Linked DNA regions of Gossypium arboreum: region 1 is linked to region 2. Evidence: chromatin contacts called from public Hi-C data. All regions are on one chromosome and are shown on one strand. The core of a region is the stretch at or near the end of the contact, and the rest is flanking DNA. Distances in the headings are between cores, read along the strand shown. Region 1 has its middle 20 kb from the start of LOC108455631. Region 2 holds the start of LOC108454131 (pectate lyase-like).

Region 1 (6,258 bases), core at 1,965-4,464, 410 kb after region 2:
CCTCTATAAGATAGAAGCCGCTTCGACCATCCATTAATCCTGCAATCACACCGATCTAAAATATTAGTAAAAGAAAGAGATTTCTTTCTACCAGTAGGTAATGGTAGCCTAAGATAATTATCTAGTTGGTCAACCATTCTCATCCCAAGCTTAGAACAAAAAAGGTGTCTTTGGGCCAAAGGAGTTTTCGGGCTGAACATAATCATAGATTTATCATTATTAATTGTTTGACCCGATGCGCCTGAGAATTTCGTTAAAATATTGACCATCTCCTCCACATCCTTAATTTTGTTACTAAGAAACAGGAGAGCGTCATCGGCAAAAAATAAGTGATTTATTCGCGGTCCGTTAATGCTAGCCCTAATTCCCTTAAGCTTATTATTGGTCTGAGCTTGAATTAACAATTCAGAAAAAGCTTCCATGCAAAAAACAAAAAGATAGGGAGAAAGAGGATCCCCTTGTCTAAGTCCCCTTCTTGGCACGATAGTATCAAACAGGGTTGAGTTGCATTTGACCATGTACCGCACCGATCAAACACAGCTCATAATCTTAGTCACCCAAGCCTCTGCATAGCCCATTCTTTTCATCACCTCTTCAATAAACTTCCATTCAACTCTATCATAGGCTTTGCTCATATCGAGCTTGATCACAAAGCCTTTGTTAGGGCCATTCTTAGCGCTTTGAAGATAGTGAACCAACTCGTGAGCGATCAAGACATTGTCGTGAATCATTCGTCCAGGAACAAAGGCGCTTTGATTTTGAGTAATGCATGTCCGGAGAGTGTCTTTCAACCGATTTGCCAGAACTTTAGCAACAATTTTGTATATCACCCTACATAGGCTAATTGGTCGGAAGTGAGTCATCTCAATGGGCTCTTTGATTTTAGGGATAAGGACAATAATGGTCTCATTGAGTAACTCCACACTTGTATCTCCCCTCAAAACTTCATGACATAGCTTTATAATGTCATCTCCCACCACCTCTCAATTTTCTTTGTAGAAATTTCTGGATAAACCATCTATGCCCGGGGCTTTCCTATGATCCATCTGCTTAAAAGCGTTAATAATTTCATGATCCGTTTACGCCATGGTTAATCTGTCATTCATCTCTCATGAAATACAAGTATCAATATAGTCAAGATTTAATGTTTCATCCATATGTAACGTTGACTCAAATAGATTTTGGAAATACTCACTGGCAGCCTCGCAAATATCCTTTGTATTCTCCCTCCAGTTGCCATGCATGTCCTTCAGCTTTTCAATTCTGTTCTTCTTTTTTCTGCTGGTAGCCCTCACGTGAAAAAACCTAGTATTTCTGTCCCCCTCTTTCGGCCATGTAACTCTTGATCTCTGTGCCCAGTACTGCTCCTCTCTGTCCAGCAGTTTCCTTAGCTTTATTCTCATGGCTTTAAGTTTGTTTCCATCGTACACTTCCACAGGTTTATCAATGAGCCTATTAATATTGGACTTAAGCGCATCAATCTGTCTTCTCATTCTCTTGTACCTCTTAAACTGCCACGCTCCCAGGTCATGTCCCACCTTCTCTACTTATCCATTATATCCTCCGTATCCATCTTCCAAGCATTTTTAATGATATTTTTAGCTTCCAGCTCTTTAGCCCAGCATATATCATATCTAAACATAAGCCTAGAATCCCTTTGCTCTTCTCTAAGCTTTCGACCCTTAGTATCAAGCACAATAGCATTGTGGTCGGAGTTAGACTGTCGAATAACCTTGGTTTCAGTGAACGGGAAGCTTTCCACATCACTAGCCGAGATTAAAAAACGATCCAATCTTTCTTTGACCATCGCGGTGGCCTATCGATTATTGACCCATGTGAACCACCCATTATCAGTTTTCAAATCAACCAGAGATAACTCATCAATAACCTCACAAAATTCGTCCATTAGGGCCTGCGGTTTCCTCCTACCACCTTCCTTCTCCGAGTTGTCAAGTATGGCGTTGAAATCACCTCCAATAATCCACTTTTCCTTAACCAAGCTTCCCGCCCTCCTAAGCATATCCCACGAGCTTTTTCTCTTGGTAGGATCGGCGTTCCCATAAAACCCAGTGAACCGAATTGGATTGTCATTTTCAACTCGAATCAGAGAGTCAATGTGGTTGCTGGAATAGCTTTTGACTTCGAAATTTGTGCCCTCCTTCCACATCATAACCAGCCCACCACTTTTACAAGCATTGACTGCCAGGCATCCCTCCATCCTACACTTGCTTCGAATAGAAGGAAATTTGTTAGATTGCACTTTAGTCTCACATAGAAAAATAACCTCCGGATCGTTCGCAACGAGAAGTTACTTTAATTCGCGGACAGTCATAGGGTTACCAATCCCATGACAATTCCAGCAAAGAATCTTCATAGCTATATGCTTGACTGGTCTTCAGCCCTCTTTTTGCCAGATGAAACACAGACCAGCAAACACCTTCTCACTTGAAGAAACTCTTATTACCAAAATAGCATTCTTTCAAGCAACGAAAATAAATCATCAGCCCATATGCACCTTGTCACTAATCAGGATCATTCCCTAACTAACCAGCGAGCCCACGAAACGAAGGGAAAGCCAAGAAAGAACCTCCGGACACAGCACTGCCCACGACCCGGTCCTCAACAGATGCCTTAACTAAACCTGAAATGAAAGCAGAGACAGCAAAAACAAAAACAACAAAAACAGAGAACTCTAAAATCGCAAGGAGATAGCAGGCAAATATCGGAGAACTCCAAAAACACGCCTCACCAACCGCGACAAGAACATAACAAGAAAAAGGCTAAAACCCTGTACAGGCCACCTGATTGAGGGCACGACTCATCCAAAGAACCATATCAGCCTCCGGACAGAACCCACCACCAGCAAATCCACCCCAAACAATCAAGAAGGAGAGAAAAAGCAAGAAAGCAAAAACATGTAATAACGCGCATCAACAGGAGCACCACCACCAAAACGATCTCGTGCGAAACCACAAAAGTCTCAATGAGCCAAGAAGCAGCCACGAACAGATAGACAAACACCCAGCAAGAAGACAAAGAAAAAATCAACAGGAAATAAACAAAAACAATAGACTTAAAGGAATTACTGTACATAAAACACAACTCGTAAGCCCTGCATGCATGAAGCATACACGTTGTTTGGGGGGAAACGAAAACCGTCTTTCATGCAGAAACAAACGAAAAAAGAACGTAGAAAATTCAAAGAAAGAGAATAGAACGTAGCCACCGTGGGACCCTCAACCTAATAACTCGTAAACATGCAGAAATGCAAATATCAAGATACCGGATAAAACCAAATAAAAAATTCATAAGACCAAACAAAAGTAATCGGAAAAGTTCATCGTAGGACACGAAGCAAAACACGCTGCAAGAAACGTCCCGTCTGACCAGAAGAACCGTCAGGCCCTATCGCTTCACCATAAAAGCACCGTACGGCCACCGAACGGAAAAAAACAAATAGAAAAGAGTAAATCAAACCTCACAATCAAAATGAAACACGCTCATAACCCACAAAAACTGCCATAATATTCAAACGAATAAGGCAGACCCAAAAAACGAAAAGCAAGAAAAGGCTACCAGTTGACATTCTTTTTTTTTTTTTAAAGAAAACGACCCAAGGGTCTACCTCATTTTATAGCATCATGAATAATAAAATTATGGATCTCCATCGGATAATCCATATCAAAGTACAAATCACCCTTATTCGTAATTGCTAAAGTACTCAAAAAATCCGCAACCTTATTACAAAGACGATGGACCCAATTGATTTGGACCGAATTAAAGTTTTAAATTCTTCGCACACTTACGTAGTGCGCTGACCCAGAATGGTAATATCCTGCGCCCGCTTGTTGACCTTGTTGACCAGCATTGCATTATCCGATTCCAAAATAAGCTGTGTCGCCTTTAGCTTTTTAGCCATCTTTAAACCTTCAGTCAACGCCTGCAGCTCAGCCCAGCACACATCCATCGCTTCGGCCCGAAACTTATAACATCCCCCAATGACAAAACCATCGTTGTCTCTTACGACAACGCCAAAACCACTGCACCCATCCGAAATGGCAGCATCCACATTTACCTTGATGTAACCAGTCGGAGGCGCTTTCCAAACCCTGTTCATCGGAGTCGAGGGAATAATAGGTGGCTCAGTCAAATTAAAAATTCTAAAATCTGTACTCAGCGCTTGCGCCCTTTCCCAAATCAGAAACGCATCGTCCATCTTGCCTTTAAAAACCATATTATTCCTATTGTTCCAACTGTTCCAGAGAAGGGTTAAGAAGTCAGCAGCAGCCTTTTTGTCAAGCTCTCTAAACATATCTTCCAGCCAGTCAATACACTCGGTGTAATCCCCTTCCAGTAATTTATTGTTTAAACCCCCAGCAACAAGGATTCCTCGGGCTTTTAGGCAGTCTTTTAACGCGTGAATCAGCGACTCATCTTTGCTTTGGCATCTCGGACAAATATTAATAAAACCCTGACGAATCCGAGCAATATTATCAAAAGTTGGAAGGATGTTATGTCCGATCCTCCAGCTGAAAATTTTTATCTTCGGAAGCATCTTGAGTTTCCAAATGGCTCGCCAAAAAAACGGTGAGGGCCGAATCCGACTTCCTTAAGAATCAGCCAAGAATAAGCCGACCTGGACGTGTAAATACCATGCGGATTTTGGAACCACGTCCGGGTGTCTTTAATATTATTAGGAGGAATGGGCAAATTCATATGCACTCCCCCAAATAATCCCCATAAATCTCTTTCACCCTTTCCCTTTTCCAACGCTTGTTATCTTGGTCCCACAGGTCTTTGACTTTTCTTTCATTACCATTGAGAGGAGATCGACAAACCGACTCTCCAAAGATTCCATTCAGCCCCCAATGCTCACGTCTAAGATCAATCCCATTGCCATCTCCCACTTGCCAAATAAAACCATCCTTAAGCGCATCTACTGCCTTGGCTATGCTCGCCCAGGTGAATGAAGGCTTGTCGCACCGCTTATAACTGAACACGTCCCCTTCAGGGAAGTACTTCGCACATAGGACTTTAAAACATAGAGTGTCCTGTTGAGACATAAGTCTCCAAACCTGTCTCCCCAAAAGAGCCAGGTTGAAGAGATGTAGGTTTCGAAAGCCCATGCCACCCATACCCTTCGGATGACACATTTTCCTCCACGCCATCATTGCCCAACCTCGCATCTTGTCATTGTTTGTCCACCACATCCTTCCCATTTGTGAATGGAGTTCCTCTATAGTGCCTTTTGGAGCCAAGAACTCCGAAAATGCATAGGTCGGAATGGCCTGGATAATCGCCTTGATAAAGACCTCTTTCCCACCGTAAGAAAGCAAGTGTTTTGACCAGCTTTTAACCCTGCAAGTACACCTATTGATAATGTCAGTGAAAGCTAAAGATTTCTTCCTACCAACAGGAAGTGGAAGTCCAAGATAACTATCAAGCTTTTCGACAGTCCGCATGCCAAGCAAGGAGCAAACCAAAAGTCTACTATCCCTAGGGGTTTTAGGGCTAAACAAAATCATGGATTTATCCTTATTAATCTCTTGGCCCGAAACCCTACTAAAATGAGCTATAATACTCACAAGCTCCTCAACATCTCTTTTTTTATTACGAACAAAGAGAAGAGCGTCATCAGCAAAAAACAGGTGATTAATACGGGGCCCATTTCTACTAGCTCTAATTCCCTTAAGCATATTATTATACTGGGCACGAAATAGCAGTTTAGAAAAAGCTTCCATGCAAAATAAAAATAGATAAGGAGAAAGAGGATCCCCTTGTCTCAGGCCACGCTCCGGCATAATTGTATCGGATAGGATAGCATTGCACTTGACAACATAATGAACTGATCTAACGCATCTCATAATCTTCGACACCCAATCGTTAGCGTAGCCCATTTTCTTCATCTCCTCTTCGATAAAGTTCCACTCCACCCGGTCATAAGCCTTGCTCATGTCAAGCTTGACCACAAACCCTTTATTAGGACCATTCTTTGTACTCTGAAGATAATGGGCAAGCTCGTGAGCAATCAAAATGTTATCGTGGATCATCCTCCCCGGAACAAAGGCACTTTGATTTTGGCTGATGCATAACGGAAGTGTTTCCTTCAACTGGTTGGCAAGCACTTTCGCAACAATTTTGTAAATCACCCTGCAAAGGCTGATGGGCCTAAAATTAGTCATATCCACAGGATCTTTAATCTTAGGGATTAAAACAATAATGGTATCATTTAAACAATCCGCATCTTTAACACCCCTA
Region 2 (6,123 bases), core at 159-2,658:
CAGCAGTCATTGTCATTGTACCCACAAGAGAAGATGGTCTAGCACTAAGGCTCGAAGCCCTAGCAAAGGTTGAAGATGCACCAGAAGCACCGGTTTGCCTGAAAAAGGCTCCATTCAACATCAAGTCTCCTTCGGATCTCCAGTTCCAGCGTTTCCATTCACTCTCTGGTGCATTCTCATGCTTGGTCACCTACAAAAATCATTACATATGGTAGTGTGAAAATGGTGATATATATGAGTTAACTCGCGCTAATGAGGACTTTGAAAATTAATTACCTCTTTCTTTGATCTATCATTGGGTGCTAGAAACCTGTTTCCTTGGCTGTTGATAGTAGGGTTTGCACTGCCACCAATGGCGTACATTTCCCAATGAGTGTAATCGTTGTTCACCACATGGAAATATCCAAGTCTACACCTTGGCATTCTTTGAATTAGACCTTCCCCGAAATGGTTAAAGGCAACAGTGACTTGCATGTTTTTATCTTGCATATAGGAATCACTGTGGCCCAAAAGCATGACTTTATCATGATGGGTCATGTAGTTGTTTGATATAGTCACGGCGGTGGATCCATGGATGACATCGATGAGTCCATCATGACAATTCGACAATGAACAATGGTCAACCCATATATTCTTGCTGCCAAAGATGGAGACACCATCACCGTCCGATGGAGTCCAATGCCCTGCATGATGGGGAGAGTCTCTTATAATTGTACTACCCCCGGGTTTACAATCATGTATGTGGATGCCATGGATGATGATGTTCGACACATAATGGATGGTGATGCATGGTCCACCCGATATGTGAACGCTCGCACCTCGACCGTCTATTGTTTTGAAAGAGTTCATCAACAATTCTTGTTTCAACGTAATCACCATATCTCTCTTGAAAATAATCCACAATGACTCGTCTTGAATCACAGCATGCCTTAAAGTACCCGGCCTAGGGTTCACCGGGTCGTCATCGCCGGCATCCGTAATAACATAGATTCGACCATTTTTGCCTCCCATGGCATGCTTCCCGAACCCAATCGCGCAATCGGCTAACCTTTGCCGGTTCTTCTCCCAGTTCGGATCACACCTCCAACAATCATCAATGGGGTTTCCTGTTCCACATGACAAGTAACCCAAGTTCCTCCTCGAAGCATTGATACTCCTGCAAATGAAAACATACCAATACATATATGTACACATTAATCTTATACAATATAAACATTGTAAGAGTATATAAATGAATTACTTGTGAACTTCATCAACAACAAATTCAGGATCTTGAACTGGCGAGGAAGAAGCTAGATTTGGAACAAGGAGGGAAATGAAGAGAATGTGAAAGATATATGAAAATGTTGACGATCCCATTTTTGGAATAGTGATAAAGTGGGAGCCAATGGAGGTAGTGGGGTGGCTAGGCATCGTACAATGTGGGGGACTTATATAAAGGGTAAAAGCCGAGAGGTAAGGCGTGATTAAGCTAAGCAGGTGGGTCCAAATAGTAATTTAAGCGTTTAAATTTGTTCAAGTCTTGGGGAGTCTCGTATGGGTAGTTTAAATCGTTAATCAGGCGTCAACAATTTCAGACACATATTAATCAAAGTCTATTTTATTGAATTTATTGAGTCTACTTTGAGTTTGCAATTCATCACACTAGGCATAAAAAGTGTTCCTTTTATGGCCTGCCCTTCTTGCCATTAGGCTATATAATGGAATCCAATAACTGAATCATGTTGAATTGGTAATTAACCAAAAAGATATAAGAAATATTACTGTATTTCATTATTTTCTTTAAATCTTAGATTTAGTTGAGAAATTTATAATTTTGGTTGGATTTGAGTTTTGAATATCGTAAAATTTTGTTATTAGTCCTTGTGGATTTAGTTTATGATCTTCAATTTAGTTAATTTTAGTATTTATATTTTTCAAATTTTAAAATTTCAATCTTAACCTAATGGTAATAGTTAAATTCTACTATTAGTCTTGGACTATGTTTAAAATTGTAGATCTAGTCCAATTCCTCCAATTGAATCATTTGTAGTTTTATACATTTCAAATGTTAAAATTTCTATCTTAACGTAAATAACTACCATTAAATTTATTGATTAACTTTTTGTGAGTAATGTGCGAAAATAGTAAACCTACATGGCATTACATATGTAACATAGTATGCTTGTTGCATCAAATTTTAGAAATAACATCATATAACTTAATAAAATTAATAGCTATCATTTAATTATAACTAAAATTTCAAAATTAAAAAGAGTACAAAGACTGAAAATGACTGAAGTAAAGATATAGGGTTAAATCCACATCTAATGCATGGTATATGGACTAATAGCATAATCTAACCTTTAAATAATGAGTATAGTTATTTGAATTTGAAGAATATTATAATGGACTTCGGTTTTTATTATATTTTAAAATAAATGAATTTAATTATTAATATTAAAGCCCATTAAAACTTAACATATTTTAATTCATTTTTTGAATGATTTGATTTATTTTATTAATTCGATTTTAATTAAAATTTTGTAGAGGAAATAACTAGTTAAAGAAATCATCAAACTTTCCAATTATATCCACAATTTGCTCAACAAAATTAATGGAACATGATTGGATCATGTTTTGCCCAACAATATTTCTTGCAAAACTTGAAATTTTTGGACGTGTTTTTTTGACTTACTAACGTGTCATAGAAAGCTAACTAATGAAGATATGTACAAACATTGTACCCTTTTTCTCATTGTTCCTTAATATCAGCTAAGGATCTTATCAACACGTACACTAGTAAGGATGAAAATTTTGACTTCAAGATTCAATATTGGATCTTATTCATTTAAATCGTGATGATCATTATATTAAATATTAATGGATGAAAAAGTAATAGAATGAATTTTGACTCAATATTTTAACATCTTTTAATAGCTTTCCCAAAACTAAGATAGTCATACAATATTTTTAAGATAATTAATAATATTTCCTAATTTAACAATTAAAATAAACAATTAAAACTTATTTCCTACCCTAAGAAAATGGCATTGAAATTGGGAAGTGGCAATTAGAGCTATAATGGTCTATATGTGTGTATTATATAGACATCAACTAATTAATCGTAGTATATGTCCATTTGGTCTTTCTAGCATTTTGGTCCAAAGATAAACAAAAATAGGAGGTTGAAATTTGGGCCTCTAGTCCTTTACTTTATTTTTTTTATTTTATTTTATTAATTAGAGGTATAATAATAACTACAAGTAACTAACATTCCTTTATTGTTTTGGCCTATAATTCTATATATGGTTCTTGCAGACCTAATATATTCAAAACGATATCATAGGTTTAACCACACTTAATACGCTATTTTATGGAAATTAATTTATTAGAATAATATTTAATGTATCATTAGCGTATAAATCTTATACATTATCAATGATTATTATCAAATTAAATAAAAATATGAACAATTTTTAAAAATATTAATAATTTTATTTAAACATAATTAAATGTAACTATTATAAATAAATATTAATAACTCACGAATTTAGGATCTTTATTTTAAGGGTTTGGAGGCTTGAATTTAGAGTCAAGAGTCTCGTGTTTAGGTTTCAAGGTTTAAGCACTTATTTATAATTATTTATTATTTAATTATGTTTAAATAAACTTATTAGTATTTATTTATATGCCCTCCACTATTCTTTATTTTATTTAATGATGAGGTGTCATGCTATTATTCATTGATAGAGCATGGGACCTATACTTCAACAATGCATCAATTATTCTTCTCTACATATCTAGTAATTTTATTTTGTATCAACAGAGCCTATGGTATAATGGCAAGAATTTATCATTAAAATGAATTTTATAATAACATCATATTTTAAAATTGATCCTTAGATACCCATACCTTTACCTTATAAAATGAAAATATAATATTGTATCGATCGTCAATTTAGGTAGCAAAGAAAATGACAGATGAATTTTGATGGCCAAAACTAGATACCTCAACCCCTCACTATCAAGTGGGTTTCACGGTTTTCGTGGGCATGGTGAGGAGGATCCACAATGTTGCTATTAATGAATTCTTTAGTGTTTATGATGAGGTCATTCACATGTATATATTTGAATATAGTGCCCTTAATGTAGTAATATTGTAACAACTCGATTTTGGGCCTAGTCGGAATAGTGGTTTCGGGACCACTAAACCGAGGTTGGAGAAATTATTTTTATATTATTTTATGTGTTGTAGCATGATTATATAAGAGTATGAAAATTTTAGTGAATTAATTTTAGTTATTGCATGCTTAATCGGGAAAAAGGACTAAATCGCATAAAGGGTAAAAGTTCTATTTTACTTGATAGACATACCAAATAGCTAGAGAGCCATAATTGGAGGTCTTTAAAGGGAAATTAGACCTTCTCCAAGAGGCATGGCCGGGCATAGGGACAAGGAAATCAATGGGTCAAATGGTTAGGTAATTTTATGACCTAATTTTGATTAGAATAAAACTAAAATAAAGAGAAAAGATATCATCTTTTTTTTTCTACCATCTTCTCCACCGAAAATTCAACCATTGTAGGGGTTTTCAGCTTAAAAAATTTTAGCAACTTAAAGCCTTCACAAGTAAGTGATTTTGATGACTTTCCTTGATGTTTTTTGCACTTTTAAAACCATTGTAACATAAGCTTTCAAATGAGGGGACTATTTTTGCAAAATGGTTGAAAGTCTAGGGTTTTTCCATGATAGTAGACATGTTTTTCCTGAAATTTTATGGGAGAAAATGAACCATGGTTGCGAAATAAACAACTTTTGTGAAGAGATTTCTCATGAAAACCCTAAAAATGACCATTTTGCATAAATTGTAAAAGAGGTGGTAAAAGTGTGAAATAATGAGACTTGTGGGTTTCTTCTAGTATAAAAAGTAATCGACTAGGCCTAAGATATGAAGAAATTCGATAAAAATTGAATTTCAGACCTAGGGGTAAAATGATCATTTTACAAAAGTCTAAGGGCAAAATGGTCGTTTTGTCCAATTTTAAATTGTTGAGTATCTATATTAATAAAATGATTAAATTCGTAAATTTTTATCATTCGAGATCAAGAATTACAAAATCAGGGCCTAGACCAGGGAAAAGCGAAGCAAGTGGACTAAGTCGAACTAGTCATCTACATATTGTAATTCGAGGTAAATTGTATGTAAATAATACAACTACATTGTTATCATACGTGCTTGAATTGAGATAGCATGAATTGCTTGTTTGTGGAAATAATCATGAATGATGAATATTGAGATAGTAGGACTCTCGTTTGAACCTTAGGAAATAAATCGGATATTCAGGCTAGGACATTTGGGATATTGTGTGCGAGTGTAAGACATATCTGGGACATGCATCGGCCACATTATGAGAGCCAGTGTAAGACCATGTTTGGGACATGGCATCGGCATTGAGACGAAAGCTAGTGTAAGACATGTCTGGGACATGCATCGGTCTCGAGATGTAAGCCAGTGTAAAGCATGTCTAGAACATGCATCGGCTACGAGATGTTCAGTGTAAGACAATGTTTGGGACATGGCATCGGCATGTATAGAGGTGTCAGTGTAAGACCATGTCTGGGACATGGCGTTGGCACGGATATGTAAGAGCTAGTGTAAGACCATGTCTGGGACATGGCGTCGGCTTCGATTTCGATAGTCAGTGTAAGACCATTCTAGGACATGGCGTCGGTATTATACCCTATGTTGGGGCTTAGTGACTATCTGATAGTATTCCAAATGGTTCAACTGTGAGAGTTATAGTTTAAGTTAAATGAGAAAAGTATAACCATGTTGTGAGTGATACAGGTACCTAAATGAAATGCACGAGATGTGAGCTTAGTATATGCAATGTGAATTGTGTTGGACAATGACGAGTAAGTTGTGCTTATGCCTATTTTAGTGTTATGAGCATGATGATGAATGGTAAAGTTGTCGTTATATTTATTTCATGCAACTTAAGCTTTATGCTTACCCTAGTTTTTTCCATTTTCTTATAGTGCCGCCTAATTAGCTCGTGGATCAACGGACGTCGGAGGCATCGATCACACTATCAATTGAAGCACTTGGTATAGTTAGATATATTTATTTTGATTATGGC

The links. A called contact is a pair of places that touch in the nucleus more often than the background predicts.
Region 1: a contact with region 2 is called in a Hi-C map of leaf, with 3 times the contacts expected there. The contact joins the enhancer-like site here to the promoter of LOC108454131 in region 2. A contact is called at or near these places in 2 of 5 Hi-C or Micro-C datasets (both in leaf).

What each region holds. Positions count from the first base shown.
Region 1 is chr9:13,110,772-13,117,029 of ASM2569848v2, forward strand. No RefSeq gene overlaps it. Among protein-coding and RNA genes, the nearest start is that of LOC108455631, 20 kb to the right of the region's middle. Within about 2 kb of position 3,215, at least 1 of the 2 cell types and tissues checked has an H3K27ac peak or open chromatin away from gene starts, as enhancers often do. A contact at or near this core is called in leaf, where this site is marked.
Region 2 is chr9:12,706,701-12,712,823 of ASM2569848v2, forward strand. It overlaps LOC108454131 (pectate lyase-like), which reads right to left and starts at 1,409. Exons shown (of 3, transcript XM_017752464.2): 1 at 1,241-1,409; 2 at 277-1,156; 3 at 1-190. The coding sequence starts at 1,359.